2 separate regions of the Macaca mulatta genome follow, and region 1 is linked to region 2. The links are chromatin contacts, called in public Hi-C maps. All regions are on one chromosome and are shown on one strand. The core of a region is the stretch at or near the end of the contact, and the rest is flanking DNA. Distances in the headings are between cores, read along the strand shown.

Evidence for each region. Hi-C and Micro-C count contacts between places; a contact is called where the count stands out from the background.
Region 1: a contact with region 2 is called in a Hi-C map of fetal cortex germinal zone, with 3 times the contacts expected there. The contact joins the promoter of SLC35F5 here to the promoter of ACTR3 in region 2. A contact is called at or near these places in 4 of 14 Hi-C or Micro-C datasets (CD4 T cells, cortical neurons, fetal cortex germinal zone and 1 more).

Annotation. Positions count from the first base shown.
Region 1 is chr12:23,859,992-23,864,789 of T2T-MMU8v2.0, reverse strand. It overlaps SLC35F5 (solute carrier family 35 member F5), which reads right to left and starts at 3,248. Exons shown (of 18, transcript XR_013401972.1): 1 at 2,654-3,248; 2 at 2,064-2,151; 3 at 1,771-1,912.
Region 2 is chr12:23,707,854-23,712,413 of T2T-MMU8v2.0, reverse strand. It overlaps ACTR3 (actin related protein 3), which reads left to right and starts at 1,421. Exons shown (of 12, transcript XM_077956869.1): 1 at 1,421-1,673. LOC106992551 (a long non-coding RNA gene) reads right to left here and starts at 2,360. Exons shown (of 9, transcript XR_013401963.1): 1 at 2,243-2,360.

The DNA.
Region 1 (4,798 bases), core at 1,999-4,498, 150 kb before region 2:
GACTGGGTTTTACCATGTTGACCAGGCTGGTCTCAAACTCCTGACCTCAGGTGATCCACCCACCTCATCCTCCCTAAGTGTTGGGATTACAGTCATGAGCCACCACGCCCAGCCCTATCTCCAAAGTTTAATGAGCATATCTGGTTGAAGAAGTAGAGACATTACATATACTCTTGAATAATGAGATTATAAAATATCCTCTTACTAAAATATTTTACTTTAAAACAATAAAGATGAGTTTTTTTCTCCAGTTTCATTAAAGTACAACTGACAAATACCAAATATATGTACTTTTTACAACGTGGTGTTTTGATATATGTATACATTGTGAAATGATTACCACAAACAACACATTTTTTCTTTTCTACTTTGCTTAGATATGGTTAAATTATAACTTAACCAGGTGCTATTTGGTCCTAAATTGTATTAACTGATAAATAAAAGCAAACTATTTATTTTAAATGAAAATAAAATTTAAAAGATAGATTTAGTTCCCTGTCAATATCAAAGACATTTCTTTGAGGTAAAAGTACAAAATGTTCATCTAAAAGAAAGTTATAGAAGAGTTCTAAAACGAAAAATATATGGCCTATTAGATTCCAGAGACTAACTCCGAAAAGTATAAAAACTTATATACTTGGCCGGGTGCGGTGGCTCACACCTGTAATCCCAGCACTTTGGGAGGCCAAGGCGGGCGGATCACGAGGTCAGGAGTTCGAGACCAGACTGACCAACATGGTGAAACCCCGTCTCTACTAAAAATACAAAAATTAGCCTGGCATGGTGGGGCACGCCTGTAATCCCAGCTATTCAGGGGGTTGGGGCAGGAGAATCGCTTGAACCCAGGAGGCGGAGGTTGCAGTGAGCCGAGATCGCGCCATTGCACTCCAGCCTGGGCAACAGAGCAAGATTCCATCTCAAAAAAAAAAACTTATATACTCATAGAATACAATGCCAATGTCAATATTTACTTAGCTACAATATGAGAAGACCTGAGTATTAAACTGCTTTTGAAAGTTAAATTCATTTTATAAATGCCAGTTTCCTGCTGTATATTCGCCTTAAAATTGCAACATAGAAGTTGAAATGCAGACTTCTGAAAATAAAAGTTGCTTTTTATAGGGATCATTAACCAAGCAGAATAAAGTATACAAGTAGAAAGAAAAACTAGCTTGCAAATTCAAAATGCCACATTACTACCAATAGGTCATCAATAAAGATACAATTTAACTGAAGGAAATTGTAAAGATACAACTTAACTGAAGGAAAATTATGAGGTATACCAAGCACCTCATAATAAGGTTTGAGTCAGCAAGCATAAATGTGGATGCAACCACTCATGGGCATAACAGTGACCTACACATGAAAACTCATTATTTTTACTCATTTGTCCAAAAGCACGCTGAACTTTCTAGTAAATGGTGACATTGTTTTGCATCCTGATAGTTATTTCACTAGAAAATAATATTCACAGAAAGAATTTGAATTTAGAAAAAAAGCCAAAAGTAACACTTTCAAATATAAGAAAATATGCATAGTCTCTCTAAGTAACCCTCCCTAAAAGATGCAAGAAAACTGTATGAAACAATAAAAAAGATCATCCTTTCAGTTTTAACTTCAAGTGGCAATCATTCGATATTTTTTAAAAATTCGATAGCATTTAAGATACTGCTTTGAGAAAGCAGGAGATTGTAATGGCTAGAGTTACTACAGGTTAACAGTAACATCGTGGCTGTAATGTAACATCATTCCTGGACCGCAGGTACGTACCGAAGTAAGTTCGGAGGAAGCAACCCATATCACATCAACAAGCAGCAGAATAACAATCCCAAGAGCCATTCGCCTGCGCTGAGTGAAACCACTGTTCTGGGAATTCATTCGGTTCATGATAAACACACACACCATTTGCAGTCTGTTTTTTTTAGAAAATACAGATCACATTAGAGATGATTTTAGAAAAATAACCATTAAAAATCAGAAAATTAGTATAACAGAAACATCTGACATGTGTTAGCTAATGTTCAGTGTGAAAGTTACATAGTGGATAAGCATGTGGAACCTACCTGGTCTTAAGAGCCTCTCTGAGATCCTCAAGAGCAATGCCGGAAAACTTGGCAGATCTCAGTCTGAAAGGTGAAGAACTCAGCACCCCTAAAAACAACCATGAAATTATGCTATGAAAACGTCAGTAACTCAAGGTAAGATTCATCACATCGTTTTTTACTCTTCGCCTTCAAACTGAAAGCAAATCAAAGAAAAGGACCAAAAGGTGTTAAACATACTTGCCACCTTTCTCAGTACTTTCATGGTATCCACTGTACGCTTCAGATTATCCTTAGAGAGATACGCGATACCGGGCGGGCAGCGAGGGGGAGTAATATACAACAGACGGCACATTTAAGAATAGTTAACTACTAGAAAATAGCTTCTCTGAATTTCACAAACACAGAACTCCATTCACCTCTCCACCCAGAGGAATCCATCCCCGGGGACAGCGTCTAGACACTGTTTCTAAAAGTGTCTTTTCTGTCCCCGATCTCCTGGAGTGGAATTTGGTTATCCGAGAGTAAGTGATTTGTTGTGGATCTTGAAGGCACCTCTCCAATATCCTCAAGTGGTAAAAGAAAAGGATTCTCCACGCTCCTCCACCCACCTCTGTCAAAACATCCAGTCATTTCAAAAGAAACAGCTGGGAAAAGGAATCCTCCTCCTGTTTTGGAGCGGGGAAGACAGTTAAGGCAGTGACGCCTCCCCGGCGAGCCGAGGCGAGGGCGCACGCACGGCTTCCTCAATTGCCAGGGGTGGGCGCAGGGCTCGGGCGCCCCTGTCAGCTCCCGTCCCTCCGCCCCTGGAGACCGTCACGGTTTCGGTCAAGGCGCTCCGGCTGCCACCAAGGGCAGGAGGTGGTGCTGTTGGTGGGCACTCCGTCCCGGTTTGGGCTCCGGTGATGTCGGGGCCCTTCCCTGCCTGCCTACCTGGCCTTCCTGCCCCGCGATGGCGTCGTGGCGGCACCATGAGCGGACCGGCCAGGCCCCGCAGCCGCCCAGCGCCACGGCCGCGGCCTCGGACTCACAGAGCTGTCACGGCGCCTGACATCGCGCCGCACTTGAGGCCCAGCTCCTGAAGCCGCGGTGCCCCTCAGGGAGAGGCTGCTGACACCACCCAACTCCACTCGGCCCAGGAGGGCGTGGAGCGGGTGAGGGGAAGGGACAGCTCAGTCAGCGATGGCCGCGGAGACCCGGGGTTCTGCTCTGGCCCCGGCCCCGCCCCCGGCTTGCCCTCCGCGCAGCCTCGCCCCCCCCCCCGCCCGAAAGCGGCGACACGTCATAGAGGCGCGACGGCGGACTGCGCGTGGGCGCGTATCCAGCGTGGCGTGGCAGAGGCTAGGGAAGTAATGCGAGGCGCTCTGCAGCGAACGAGGATACACGGCGGCGAGGCGAAAAAAGAGCGAAGATAGGAAGAAGGGAAGTAGGGCGAGGTGGAGGAAGAAGAGGAAAGCGAGCGTGGGTGTCTGGGGCAGAGCGTTGGACGAGGGAGTGCCAAACCTAAGCCCGCCTTAGAACGAAAGCTGGCAGCTCCGTTTCACAAACTGCGAACCTGAAACTTTGGATATCCCTTTCTCGACAGCCGAAACGCAAAGTGGCTTAGAGTGCTTTTGATTCTTGAAACCTTTTGTATATAAACAAGATCTCAGCTCTAGGAGTTACAAACTACATCCTAGGGCAAGCTACTTCAACTTCTCTGGCCCTCGGTTTCTTTATCTACAAAATGGACATGATGATAGTACCAGCCACATTCGTTTTTTGTGTATATGCCAGGATTGCATGAGTTTACAAATGTGAAGGGCTTAGATCCATTCGTGGCACATAATAAGAACCTCACAAATGTTAGCAATTTTTTGTTTGTTTGTTTTGAGACAGTGTCTCACTCTGCCACCCAGGCTGGAGTGCAGTGGCACAATCACAGCTCACTGCAACCTCTGCTTCCCGGGGTCAAGCGATTCTCCAGCCTCAGCTTCCAATGTATCCGGGACTAGAGGCGCAAGCCACCAATGCCAGGCTAATTTTTATATTTTTCAGTAGAGACGGGGTTTCGCCATGTTGGCCAAGCTGGTCTCCTACTCCTGGTTTTAAGTGATCCGCCCGCCTCGAGCTGCCGAAGTGCTGGGATTATAGGCGCGAGCCACCACGCCCTGCCAAATGTTGGCGATTATTAAACTGTATATAGATTGTTCCTTAAATATTTTGACTATTCCATGGGAAAGGTTTGTTCAGCATCCTGATTTCTATCTAGAAGACAAAAACAAGACTAAAGGGTTCTGTAATTTAACATCTTGTCCAGATGGTGTGAAGAAATTAAGTTCTCTTACTCTTGTAGTCACGATTTAGTGTACCTCTTACCTTTTAAGTCTTGTTTCAGTGAAGTTGAATGCATATTCTAGCGACTAATAAAACAATGCCAATGAGCATTTTAATTGATCGAATCAATTTCAAATAAACTATAAGCATCAAACACCTCTAATAAATCATTCAGAAACGTATTGTGCAAGAAAAAAAAAAAAAAAAAAAAAAAAAAAAACCTTAACCAACTACTTGGTATGACTACTTAGGGGAAATTTCGTTGCAGACATTAATCATATTATTCCAGCACCAGTCTCTTTTTTTATTTCGTTAGCATTCTTTAGGGTATCAGCCCGTAAGACGCCTAAGAATTCTTTATGCTAATATTTGATGTATAGTCTGAAAAAATAATAGCATTATAAATATCTCTCAGAATCTTAAGAGTCAGGAAAGCTAGA
Region 2 (4,560 bases), core at 172-2,671:
CCGAATACTCAGAGTCAGCACAGTCCCTGCCATAACAGAGTAGGTAAGCAATACTTACCTGCCAAGTGAATAAATGAAACACCCGATTCCATCCCCCAGGCCAGCTTAATACCACATTAGATGATCTCACGGACTGAATAAGACATCCTTCCTTTTAAAGAATATTTTTATTTTAGCTTCACATTAGCAAACTCAGAATGGTTTATTGTTAAGATCAGCCTGGTAGAGAGGAAAGCTATTAACCTTCTAGGGTCCTAAAGTGGAACTAGGAACTGATTAGATACGCAGATTTTCAGGCATTATTTCAGACAGCCCAGTCAGAGAATTCTGGGGGTGTGGCCCAGCAATCTGTTTTAACAAACCTTTCGGGTGATTCTGACACACACTAAAGTTTGAAAGGTTTCTTTAAGGCTTTCCAGTTTTCTTTTCTTTTTTTGGAGGGATGGTGGTGGTGGTGGGGGGGTCTCCCTATGTGCCCAGACTGATCTCGAACTCCTAGCCTCAAGCTATCCTCTCCTCCCACCTCGGCCTTCCAAAGCATTGAAATTACAGGCCTGACCCACTGCGGCCCGCCTCCGTCTTTAACTTAAAAAAAATTTTTTTTGGGGGGGCTAAATCCCTTCTATTATCCCGCTAGTAGAATCTTACTACTCCTGAGGGTAATCTTTGTCATAGTCCAAAAGCCTTGAATAAAGGCTGTTTGTAGTTTTGCAGAATATATTCCTGGGCGGTTTGCCTTCCTCAGGAGCTCAGGCCTTGGGAGGTGGGGGTTGGAGGGCAGGGCTACATTCTGAAGTCCTGTAACAACGCACAAGTACAACTGAATAAAACTCGGAACAAAGGCATCAGGGCCACGGTGCAAGCCTTTGTTCATCCGTTCCCCGACTGCTCACCCTGTGTGATATCGCTCTTTTCCACCCAGAAAAGCAGCCACTCAAGTTTTAAGAATGGATGCATGCCGCGGACGTTTTCGATTAGGCCGTTTTCTCCCAGGCACTGGAGGATATTCGTGGCTGCAGGAGGCGCTTCCACTCTTTCCTCAACCTAGCAGAGAAGTAACTGAAACTAACCCAAGGGCTACCACCGAAAAGCCCCTTCCAGCTTCAGAAGCAGAACTAGAAGCTCGGCTAGACTTCTCCGTCTCTACCCTCCTGGAAAACCCGCTGTGGATTTCACTAACTTCAGGATCGGAGCCCCGGCAGGCGAACGCACCTTATTGCGCATGCTCGCTAGCCCCTCCCGCTCGGAGCGGAAGGGGGAGTGCTCGGGGCCTGGGCCTGGCCTGGCCGGGGCGTCGGCACCGGCGGCCATCTTGGCTTCCCGGGGAAAGGCGGCGTGAGGGGAAGAAGTTGTAGGGTGGGGGCAGGAGTGGGGAGGAGGGAAGAGAGAGGGGGAGGAGGCCGCGGCGGGGCAGGGCGGGGACTGCCTGCCTGCTTGGGTTGCGGAAGTGATAGCCGCTGACCGAGCCTGCTGCTTTCTTGCTACTGCTTCGGCTTCCCGGCTACCCCCCGGACGGTGAAGGCGGCCCGGCTGTGGATGGTCAGATAGCGCCTGTCTCCCGCCGCCAATCTCTGGCCCCTAGCAGCACGGAGCAGACGGCGGCAGCAGCAGCAGCAGGCGAGGAGGAAGATGGCGGGACGGCTGCCGGCCTGTGTGGTGGACTGTGGCACGGGGTAAGGGGGCTTACGGGCGGGGGTGGGGAAACTGAGGCGGAGGAAGGAAAATGGCGGGGGAGGGAGGAGGCCGGGAAATGAATGGTGCGGCGAGGTGCTGCCGCCGGCTGTCAGTCCTAGACTCGCCGGCCAGCGAGGGGTGGGGCCCGGAGCCAGGGCCTCGCCGGTCCCCTCGTTTCTCCCTCCTAGGACTGGGGCGGGGGCGCGGGCCCCAGATTCAACCCCCAACCCTCCCTGCAGCTTCCTCCGCGCGACCCCTCCCGGCCCTTCCCCCACGGCGGTGGGCAGTGCCGCCCAGAGAGTGCTAGGGACGGTCGTCTTAGGGGTGGTCCCCGGGCCCGACCCATCCGGCTTTGCTTTCCCTCCGTGTCCCTTTTTGCCAGTCGGTGTGGGGACCCAGGGGCCGAGCTCGGGGACTGGCCTGGTAGAGGAGCTAGAAAAGAGAAGCGCTCCTGGTAGGTTTTGCAAGATCGCTGTGACAACATTCTGCCCAGGGTGTGGGTGGGGAAAGGGAAGAATCGGACTCTGAAAATGGGAACCTACAGTGGGGTTTTCATTTGACCACCCACCTTCTCCTTTCGACTCCCGGTCATTGCCATCTCCCTCTGCGTTTCAACCGGTGAACCGAGTCACATTTTAATTCGAGGGAGAAAGATGTCATGTGTTACTTCTGTAGCCTCAAAAAAGTCCCCCAGTGAGCAAGCGCGCTGTAACTTCCTTAGTTTTGTCAAAGCCGCTTCCTGCTTTCAGTCTTTTATACCCTTATAAGGTAGTTTTTAGTTTCCAACCTGAACACATCTTATTAGAACTTTTAAAATTAAGCAGATTTTAAAGAGACTGAATTACAGGTGCTTGGTATCCATTTATATGACTTAAAAAATGTGCTTATGTTTCATGGAGAGGGGAGAAAGGAAGCACCCTGGGAAATAAACTAATTTAAGTTGTATTCGTTCATTCTGTAAAGGTATCTTGAAGGAAGCAGAAAGGTATAGAGGTATATAGGAATGTGTTTAAGTTGCAAGTAGTTACTCCTAGATCTGTAGGGTAGTTTGCTAAAATGTAGAATGGCTTAAAAGTGATCTTTCATTTTGTATTAATAGACATTTTAGAGAGTTGTACCACACTCATAACTACATAGAGAATAGACTACTCTTATTTTAATGTAGAATCACTGCTTCACGATGACTTATAGGAAGGGTTTTTTTTTTTTCTGTTCTGATTACATCTCTCCAATTCCCAAAACACTCCCAATTTTTTTTTTTTTTTTTGAGGGGGAAGGCAGTGAGAGGCTTGTTTTTTTATTAATTATAATTATTAATTTCATTATTGTTACTTAAAAGATTGTGTGTCCTTCACTCTTTACGTGAAATTTCTTTAATCTTCATTCTCATAACTAGCTAGTGTGGCAGTTTCTAAAATCCCAATTAGGTAGAGAGAAACAACCAACTTCTTAATATTCTCCCTAGGAAAGCACTAGCCTAGATTAGCCTTGGAACTTCCATGTATTTTATTGATGAACACTTTATTATAAAGTTTTTCATGAACACTTTATTATAAAGTTTTTTCTTAATTGGTTCTCATTTCTCGGAACCAATAGTTTTTTTTATTTCCCCCTTCTTAGTCTAATTGATGAGTAGTTTTATGTCTAAGTTCAGTTTTAAAATTAGATTTGGCCTGAGTCAGTAGGATAGAACTTTTTAAATGTGTTTTGTTAAAGTGACGAATATTGCTACATAATTAATGCTTTAGAAATTACTGAGTTGTCAAAAAAAATAGTGTAAATAACTGTGGCCCTAAGAAATAATATGGTAACATCTCAAGTAGTATGTTACTTTTCTAATCTCCATTTTTCCCTCTTTGAAATAGTTTCGAATTAGTATACAGGATGTCTCATTGAGGTCATCTGTCCTTAAGTGACCTCCTTTCCTAAAGGGCAACCTTGAATTTAAAACATGCTGAATGACCAGTAGGATCGGGGAGAGGGGTTCAATTTAACCTAGAGTATTTCTGTTTTAAAATTACAATTATTACAATAGTATATTTTTAAGTTATTACACTGGTTTCTCTGATAAGGAGAGGTTGTTAACTGCACTTTGATGATTTGAATGGAACTGATTAGGAGTCCCCTTGCCACCTCCCTCTCTTTACCATTTGTCACAATCTGAAATTCCCCCTTTAGAGTTTCAGTTATTTTGGTCCTCAAAAGGCTTTTTGGTCTTGCAAGTTGCCAGTGGTGCCTCCTGGGAAGTTACACTTTCAGCTTTATTAGCACATGGAGGATAAGTCCTTGAGGTCGAGGACCCTGAGATAAGCATCTCTAAGTATGGCCTTAACAGGGAGCTTTTACATTTCAAAATTCTGTGGGCCCCGAATGCAAATTGTGCACCTATAATTTGTCTATTTCTTTATGCTTTAGAGAATGCATTCAGTTCTTAGGTCTCTAAATTACAATTACCCACTTAGCTTAAGTAAAAAGTTGTAACCTGAATCAGGTTGCTCATTTCATTCGTTATATAAATTAGGGAAAAGGTGGCTGGAAAAAAGTGGCCATCTGTAAAACTTGATCGTCTTAGATAAGAAAGCTTTTAAGAGTTAGGAAACTTGAAACTTAATCCCAAAACTTGTCGGGATCGTCCAGCAGAACTCAACATATGAATCACCTAGATTCAGGTCATAAAAGAGAATGCTTATTTTGAAAAGAATTTGAAAAGAAATACTTCATTCACATTGATACCCTTATCTACACACTTTTTTGGTTTGTATTGGAAAGTATTGTAAAATACAATTTGGGCACATAGATTCCCATTGATGGCTTAAAAACTAAACAACAGAACTCAAACTTGCTATTAGTGGTGAAGAAAGCATTTTTTTTAAAAGGCATTCACAA